Regions from separate parts of the Sus scrofa genome. Here regions 1 and 3 are each linked to region 2. The links are chromatin contacts, called in public HiChIP or PLAC-seq maps. All regions are on one chromosome and are shown on one strand. Each heading gives the region's core, a stretch centred on a gene start, on an enhancer-like site or on the middle of the called end of the contact. The rest is flanking DNA. Distances are from core to core; before and after follow the strand shown. Region 1 holds the start of PRKD3 (serine/threonine-protein kinase D3). Region 2 holds the start of LOC100625479 (cytochrome P450 1B1). Region 3 holds the start of QPCT (glutaminyl-peptide cyclotransferase).

Region 1 (2,700 bases), core at 96-2,595, 650 kb before region 2:
AAAGCGTTCCTTTATTAAGTAAAAGTGGCCTAGACCTCGGTCGAGGAACTTTATGGGCGCCTTCAGCAGCAAATTCATAAGTATTCCCCACCCTCACTGCCTTAAAGTTGATAAGTAAGCTTGATCTAAGCAAAATCAGAGCGGCTAAGACTTTAGGAACTGCAGCCTTAAGTACAAAGTAGAAACAGAACAGGATAACATTTTCTAGGGTACAAATCACAGAATTTTAAACATTTTCGTTTCATTTACGACTACAGCTCATTAAAGCTATGTCGAACAAAATAGTAGTTCAGGGTGTAACTTATCCTTCCTAATCAAAGATGACACCGATAGTCTTATTTCCTGTGGGGATGGGTGTGGCTGAAGAGACAGTTACGTCCAAGCCATCAATCTGTGTATGGAAAAGTCTGCAAGTCTCACACACGCTGTCGCTCGCTTTACATTCGTGCCTGCACGCGGCAAGGCCTATGCTGCTGTCGGCGATGACTTGAAATAAAATATCCAACAGGCAATCTAATAGTATGTGGTTATATTTATTGCTCGAAGAAACAGTCACGCTTCTCGGTGTTTCATCTTAAGAAAAAGCTCCCAGGGATGAAACCGACTCGGAGCAACGCTGCAACTTGCAAAACTACACACAGTCAGGAAACCGGGGTGGGGGCTTACGTTCCTTCTCTAAGCACCGTTGACTCACCCTTGAAGACAACTACAAACTAAAGTGGAGAAAATCAAAGGGAAAGGCTAACCCAAAATCCGACAGCTTGAGTAACGCGGGACTGGCGTGGGGAGCTTGTTGGGGGGACGTGGAAACAGACTGTGAGCTACGGGCCCGGCGCGGTGGTCGCTGGTGGAGCGCGACTCCGAGTTGGCGTCGGCGCCCACGCCGGAACTTGGCCCCATCTGGCGGCCGCGCCGGCGCCCCAGCTTGCCCCCGCGCCCACCGCCCGCTCCTCTCGCGGCGCGCTCAGCCAACTTACCACCCAGCCCCGGCGGCCGCCGCCCAGCCCGGCGCGGAGTCCGAGACCCGCCGCCGCCGCCGCGTGCGGGTGAGTGGGGGAGGGGCTGCCGCCTCACCCCACGGGCCGGGAGAACAAAGCGGCCGCCGCGGCGGCGCTAACTTTTTCGGTGTCTGTTCCGCGCTCCCTGAGGCGACTACTTACAGAAGCGGGCTCCGCCGGTCGTGAGAAACTCCGCGCCCGCCAGCGTCTGACTCCGGGACCAGACGCCAGCGAGGCTTCACGCGCTTCGCAGAATCCCGCCCGCCTCAGGCGCCCCTTCCTCCCTCCCTCCTCCCCGTCCCGTCCTAAGGCCCGAGGGCGGGGGGCCGGGGCGTGCGGGGCGGGGGCGCGCGAGGGGCGGGGGCGCGCGGCCGGCGCGGGGGCTGTCGGGAGCTGTAGTCTCCCCGGGGGCTCGACACGGTGGTAGCCACGCGGGGATGTTGCTCACTGTCTTGACATATAGCGCAGGGCAACAGGAGCTCCGGGTGCTTTCGGGCTCGCTCTGTACCCTTCGAAGTCCTGGCGTCTCCGTGACCGCGGGGGAGCGGGCTGCGACCGTGTACTAATTCCAGTTACACACTGTCCTTGATACCCATTATTGCTACTGAACTGTTTTTGTCGTCCGCTCTGATGGAGGCGATGGTGGCCAGGGGCCAAGAGGTGATTAAGTTGGACGCGGAACTTGTAAGAGGTCTGCAGCAGAGAGCAATTTCCTCCCTGAGAAATCTTCTCACTGCTCCCCGTTTCCCTCCCGAGTGCTTGTAGTCCAGGTGGTCGCCTGGCACAGGAGCCCCGGGCATTCCACACCAAGGCAGATGCTCCGAGCGCCCTTCGCCTAAAGCAGTCTCTGAGAAGTCTCTGCTTCCAGTGTTTTTTGTGTATCCTACTTGTCTTTAAACTCGAATGTGTTACCTACCGTCGGGGTGAAGTGCAGCGAAGAGTCACCCAACCTTGGCTTCCACGTGACTTTGACAACGGTGACGGGGGACGCAGGTGGGGTGAAATTTAGAGGAAAAATACATGAGGTGAAAAATTTTACATGTTTTATGTGAGAGAAAGGCATGAGCGGCTGAGACCCATTGTTCCTAGTTCTCCTTATATCCAAATTTCATCGCAAAAGTACTCAAGTAAAATACACTGAAACAAGCAGGTGGGCCACAGTCAACAATCTATATCCATTACTACGCAGAGGTCGAAGGCAGTTTTTGAGAATAGAAAGTAAAGAAAGCTAAATGGGTCCCCACTTTTTATACCAGGTCATCACTCTTAATAGATTTCCCTGGATTTAAAGTTAAATGGAATTTTAAAATCATTTATATTAAAGATGGGCAAGTAAAATTGTGTATAACCCTGGTCTACTCTGAAGCTATAGTGTTACCCCCCCCCTTTTTTTTTCCTTTTTCTTTGTTGGATGCTCAGGGACAGGGATCAGATCCAACCCGCAGTTTCAACTTAACATTGGATCCTTAACCCAACATGCGAAGCCAGGGATCGAACCTGTGTCCCAGCACTCCAAAGATGCCTCCAATCCTGTTTCACCACAGCAGGAATTCCTGAAGCTATATTTTAAAAAGACATCTCTGAAATATTTTTGGGAATTAGAAGATACTAAGTATTTCACATTCAGTAATATCTAATTCAATCTAATTGTATTTTATACCGAGTCTTACTCTGCTATTCTTTTACTTTAAAATTGAAAGTA
Region 2 (2,876 bases), core at 317-2,816:
CCGCAGACAGACTGACCTGCGAGGAGGCGCGGTTTCCAGCAGCGCCGGCCGGCCGGCTCCGAGAACGGGCTGGGGCCTTTGTGGGGTTCAAAACGGCAACCTGAGTGTCTCCAGGAAGTCAGATGCCTGCCCTGGACACCTGTTGCCAGTCTGGGAACTTTAGCGCCCACTCTGGAGTCTCTAGGCGTCGATAGAGCCAGGGACACTTGGATTGGGATGGGGACGAAGAAAGGTGCCTCCTTTGCCGAGCCCCGCTGCACCTGGGGCTTCAGCAAAGTCAAGATTTTCTCACTGCGTGGGATTGCGACTGAGGGTCGATGAATGGAGTCAATTCCCAGCCCTAACGCCCCCTGCAAGGCTCTGACAGCTGGCGTCGCAGAGGCGTGGTTCGTTTGCACACAATCACTCCAGAGTCAAAATGCGCCATCCCGCTTCTCTCTTTTTTAAAGTCTGCGTAGGGGGGAGGGGGGAAGGGCGGAGGCCGCTGGACCTGCCGGGGGCGGGGCTTGCGGGGGGGGCGGGGGCGAGACGCGCCGGGACTGCCCAAACCTCTCCCGCAGCAACTGGAGTCGCCGCGCGCGGGTGGTCACGCGAGGTTGCCCCGGCGTGCCGCGAGCTACTTTTGGCGCAGTAGCTGTCGGCTTTCCTGGAAGCCACGGTGGGAGCCTTTCCTTTGCCCGAAAACCACTCTTCCTCGCAGTCATCCCGCATCTAAGCTTGCACGGTTTCCCGGGACGCGCGCTCGAGACAGAACCAGAGCAGCCCACTGAGCTCTCGGCGGGAGCGCGCTCCACGGACCAGGCGCCCTATCTCACTTCCCTCTCAGTGACTTGAGCTTCCTTCCCCGAGAGAAAATCCCTCGGGATCCTTGGGCGCCCGAACCGGGGAAGGAAACCTGTCAGTTTGGAAAAGAGGAAAGCTCTGTCGTAATGGCGGTTTGCCTTACTGCTTCCCGGGTTGTTTTATTTTCATCTTAACGTTCTCTTTTCAAGCTCATCGGCTCGTCATATCAGGCCCTTTAGCGCACAAAGTTCTTCTTTCACCTTGCGCGGCGTGATCGAGAATCTCTAAAAGCCGCCGCTCCCCAACCCTCAGGCCCCGACCATCCTTGGCACACAAAGGCCAGCGCTGGCGCGCCGCAGCTGGCCCCGAGGTTTCCCGCGTAGAGACTCTTCCAGGTGGCGCCGCCCACTGGAGAGCGCGGAGTCTCGCAGGCTGTGTCTGAGGTCTTTGGCGCCCGGCCTGCAGCCAAGCTGGGAAGAACTCGGGGGGCGGGGGGCTCTCTGAAGATTCCTGGAGGGAGGTGGGGGAGGAGGAGGCCAATCTCGGCGCGCCTGCGAACTTTATTGGGTTGAAAAGTTTCTTCTGCTGTCGCCTCCCCCTTGCGTGCGGAGCTGTGCCTTGCGTGCGCCGCTTCTGGAAAGTCGGCTCCAGTCATATCCCTCGGCGCTTCTCACAGCACCTGACACGCCGAGGCGGCGGCGGGGGCGGCAGCTGAGGGCGGGGTGCGGGCCGCCACCACCCTCAGCGGCGCACGCACAGCCGCGCCCGCCGGGGCCTCCGCCCGAAGGCCGGATTTGGGCGCGCGTGCTCTACGAATGGGGACACTTCTTTCAAAGGGGAAGCCGGATTCGCTGGAGCTGGATAGTCTTCCCAGCTGCTGCAGCCCTTTCCAAAAAGCTAGTAGAGGAGTTCCCCAAGTGGCTTGGCGGTAACCAGCCCCGCTAGTGTCCATGAGGACGCGGGTTCTATCTCTGGCCTTGCCATGAACTGTGGTGTAGATCGTAGGTACAGCTTGGATCCCGCCTTGCTCCGGCTGTGGTATAGGCCGGCAACTATAGCACCGATTAGACCCCTAGCCTGGTGGAACTTCCATATGCCTCAGGTGCGGCTCTTGAAAGAAAGAAAAAAGAAAGAAAGAAAGGAAAGGATAGGAAAGGAAAGGAAAGGAAAGGAAAAAGCTAGTAAAGACCTTAGAAAGAGAAGGTCTTTTCCGCAAGGCTGGGGAACGGACGAGCCAGGGAGGAAAGGGTGGGGTGTAAGGTAGTTACCCAGATAGGAAGCCTCCGGGGGTCATCAAAATGTAAGTTAAGTTGATTGCTTACCACGTAACAGCTCTGTGGTTTGCGCTTTTCCGGAGGTGCTAATCTCTGTTGTTTCCTGGTGAGGTAGGGGGGTCTAGAAAGGTTATATGACTTATCCAAGATCACACGCACTGTAATAATACATTTACAATCATACGATATAATCTTAAATGATTTCTCTTTCCAAAAGTGATTGCAATGCTTGCATGGGCCAAGTGGGGGTGGTTTTCTATCTTGCCACCCTCCCTCCTACTAACTAATAAGAAGTGGAGCCAGGATTTGAACCCAAGAAGTCACACTCTAGATCTATCATACAAGTTTATATGGAAGGAAATCCTCAGATAAAAGATACAAATGCTTTCTTTCCTACTTGCCTTAAAAAAAATCAGATGAAAGAATTTTTAAAAATAGTTGTTTCGTTTACATAATTGAGGATTCTGAGGATCCTAAAGAAACAGTATGCTCAGCTTTTGCAGGTAAATCAGTTTTGAATGAGGGAGGATTGTAGACTGTGCCTCATAGCTAATTTTGGAAAACTGATTTGTTTTTTTAAAAAAGGACATCTGAAGAATCTGACTTTTTGAGAGGCTGAAACAAACAGTAAAATATCTGATAAGAAAAAACCTTTTTGTAAAATTCTCCATTCAGTAGCGTTTGAGAGGTTCTCTGGAAATGATTTCACATTTCATGATAGGGTACTCAGCTCTGTCATGAAGTTGGTTTTTGAGCAACTGAAGAAATAAGCATGGGTTTCTCAGGGCTATTTTGGCATATGTATCTTTGGAAGGGGGT
Region 3 (2,828 bases), core at 290-2,789, 630 kb before region 2:
GTTAAACTCCAGCATTTTTGTACTTCCTATTTTGAATTGCTTATACTTAGCATATTATCTTTAGCATTTTGTTTCATATAGGTTTGCTATTTTTTCCACCAAGCCTTTCTTATAGAAATCTTGTTGTGGAAAGATAAAAAGGCAATAGGGTAAGAAAAATAATCATGTTTCTTATCCAGCTACCTAGGAAACCCACTATTTCAAGGTTGGTCTAAGCAGCAAGAGTGTAAAAAATGTATTGGGAGATGTGACAGTAGTTTTGTTCTGAATGTATACCAGTATTCTGAGGTGGTCTGATTATCAGAAGCACTGTCCATGGATGTACTAAAGAAGCTATTTAATTTTGTTTGCACCTGAAGATTTGAATTGCTACTCTAAACTCTGAGACACGAATAGGATTAGTAATTCTGAACATCAGGAAAGTAGGAATTTCCATCCTGTCTTCTCCTGTAGCTCCAGAGGAGGGCAGACGGTGTATCTCCAGGTCAACCCTTTCCCTTTTCAAACTCACTCTTATAGCCAAGCCTAAGAAGACAGAGTAGAGTGGGTGAGCCTTCTGGCGGACTCCATTACCTTCAGACCTTTGCTCTTTGGGAAGTAGGTCTGTGTCAATGTCATTATTTTGATATATTTTTTTTTCTGGGATCTAAAAGTTACTAGGAGATGACTCAGAGCAGCCCATGCCCTAATCCTCATTTTGGAAGGAAAAGAGGATGATGAAGTAATTGCCTGACAACTTAGACCAGAAACCTGCAGACAAAACTGAGATAGTGCTTGTTTCTAGGATTATCTTGGTAAGTGATTTTTGATGTTACGAAGTAAATAAGTACATTGTATTTAGGCTTTCCTTTTGTAGGGTATGGATTGGAGGAGATGGCTGCCTCAACAGCCACTGTGAACATTATCTCATTTATTTCAGATAATTTACCTCAATTATACTTCTCAGTCTGGGAGTACGATGGTCTGTCTCCTATAAGGCAAGCTAAGTATTTGTGTGTGTGTGTGTGTGTGTGTGTGTGTGAGAGAGAGAGAGAGAGAGAGAGAGAGAGAGAGAGAAAGATACGATGGGCTGTTATAAAGGATGTTTGACGGTTCCAGTTCAAGCTTTGTTTCCTCATCTGTAAAATGGAATTAATACCTACCTCACATGGTTATGAAGATTAAGTAAGGGAAAATCGTAAAAGCACCTAGGACAGTGACTGGCACATAAGTATTCAGTAAATGTAGATCCCTGTCCATCCCTTCTTAATGAGCCGTGGGAAAACACTTCCTAACCTCACAGGGTCTGAGAAACCCTCTCCCTTCCCTTTGTATTCTCAGTCACCCCCAGGCAATGGAGATTTAAAAAAAAAAAAAAAAAAGCTTCTTCCACGTCTCTTCCCTCCTTCCTTTCTTCCTCTCCTAGACAAGGAAGTGGCCGTCTCTGTTCCCATGGATTCGGAAGCCTGTGCCTCCCAGGACAGCCCAGCCTCTGGGTTGCTAAGGTGGAAGGTGGGGGTTGGAGAGAAGCGGCCTTGGCCTGCGTAGCGCAGTGGGGAGGCGACCGGGAGGCGATGGGGAGGCGGGAGCTATCGACCCAAGGGTGGAGAGGGGGGGAAGGCGAAGGACGCGCGTTCCCGGGCTCGTGACCGCCGGCGGCTCTGGGAACCCGCGTCGGGACAGTCCTGGAGAGATGACAGGCAGTGGGGACCGGCGCTTCGTGGGCACTCTCCACCTGCTGCTGCTGGTGGCCACCCTGTCCCTGGCGGCTCAGGGGGTCAGTCGGAGCGCGGCAGCATGGACCCAGGAGAAGGTGAGGGGTTGCTGCTGCGCGATTGTACCTGGGTGGCTCTTGCTGGGTGCGGGACCCAGAGCCCCAGTCTAGACAAGATGGGAGGCAAGGCAGAGCCGAGGTCCTCCCTTCCGGAGCCCCGAGAGGTCGGGGTTCTGCGTCCTCGCCAATGTTCCTCGCTGGCCGCCGGGCTGCTTTGGGTACGCCACGGGAGCTGGGTGATGTCACCGGCCTCCCCTCCGCTGCGGTCTGCTGCGGGTACTAATAGACACAGGAAGCGTGACTCGCTTTCTGCGGCGGAGCAGGGAGGTGAGGGCGCATCGCCGGTTCGCCGCCCACTCGGGAGCTGAGAGGCGCGCGGACTCCGAGCTCCCCGCCGCCAGGGAGCCGGGCGCGCCGGGAGGTGTGCCCGCTGCTGCCTCGCCCCGACATCCAAGGAAGCCCTCCCAAGGCTGAAGTTTCCAGGCAGTCAGCACGGACTAGTGTTGGTCTGTTTTAGATTTTTCAGCAGATCAGCTCTGAACGAAGGCGCGTAAATGGAGACCAGCTTTACTTTAACATTTTCTTTTTCTTCAAAGAGAGTAAAATGCAATCGTCAGGGAAATGTATCGAGTAGTAGGTGGAAATTTCACATATGGAATTTAGGATAAAAATGATCTGCAAGTTGCCTCTGCGTGCAGTAAATAGCTTCGCAATTATTCCCTTTCTTGTGTAACAGTTTTGAAATCCTGTAATTGCTAGGGACTTAAGCAAAAGTTAATGGTACTGGAGTAAAATGGTATACTTTCAAAGATACTAAATAAAGCAGCAAAGCAAAAAGCAGCAGGGATATAAACACTGATCATATTGTTTAAAAGATCTTTTGAATGGTTACAGAATGTCAGTATCAACTCAGAGGTTTGAAATACTGAGCACCCTGTGAACGTACAGGCCCTCTCAAAGCCCCATGCTCCACCGCCCAGGCACAAGCATATGTACATGAATCGCCCCTTCAGTCCTATGAGTAATACTTTTAGTTTCACCATTCAAGGGCTATAACATGCCCCACTTACACGTG

Evidence for each region. HiChIP or PLAC-seq counts read pairs in DNA pulled down with a chosen protein or histone mark.
Region 1: an H3K27ac HiChIP or PLAC-seq map of alveolar macrophages shows a contact between it and region 2. The contact joins the promoter of PRKD3 here to the promoter of LOC100625479 in region 2. A contact is called at or near these places in 2 of 5 promoter capture datasets (fetal liver and liver) and 1 of 2 datasets of contacts at active chromatin or transcription factors (alveolar macrophages).
Region 3: a contact with region 2 is called in an H3K27ac HiChIP or PLAC-seq map of alveolar macrophages. The contact joins the promoter of QPCT here to the promoter of LOC100625479 in region 2. A contact is called at or near these places in 1 of 5 promoter capture datasets (fetal liver) and 1 of 2 datasets of contacts at active chromatin or transcription factors (alveolar macrophages).

Annotation. Positions count from the first base shown.
Region 1 is chr3:102,840,789-102,843,488 of Sscrofa11.1, reverse strand. PRKD3 (serine/threonine-protein kinase D3) reads right to left here and starts at 1,345. Exons shown (of 19, transcript XM_013996212.2): 1 at 1,161-1,345.
Region 2 is chr3:102,194,433-102,197,308 of Sscrofa11.1, reverse strand. LOC100625479 (cytochrome P450 1B1) reads right to left here and starts at 1,566. Exons shown (of 3, transcript XM_021087620.1): 1 at 17-1,566.
Region 3 is chr3:102,821,801-102,824,628 of Sscrofa11.1, reverse strand. QPCT (glutaminyl-peptide cyclotransferase) reads left to right here and starts at 1,539. Exons shown (of 7, transcript XM_003481245.4): 1 at 1,539-1,792. The coding sequence starts at 1,673.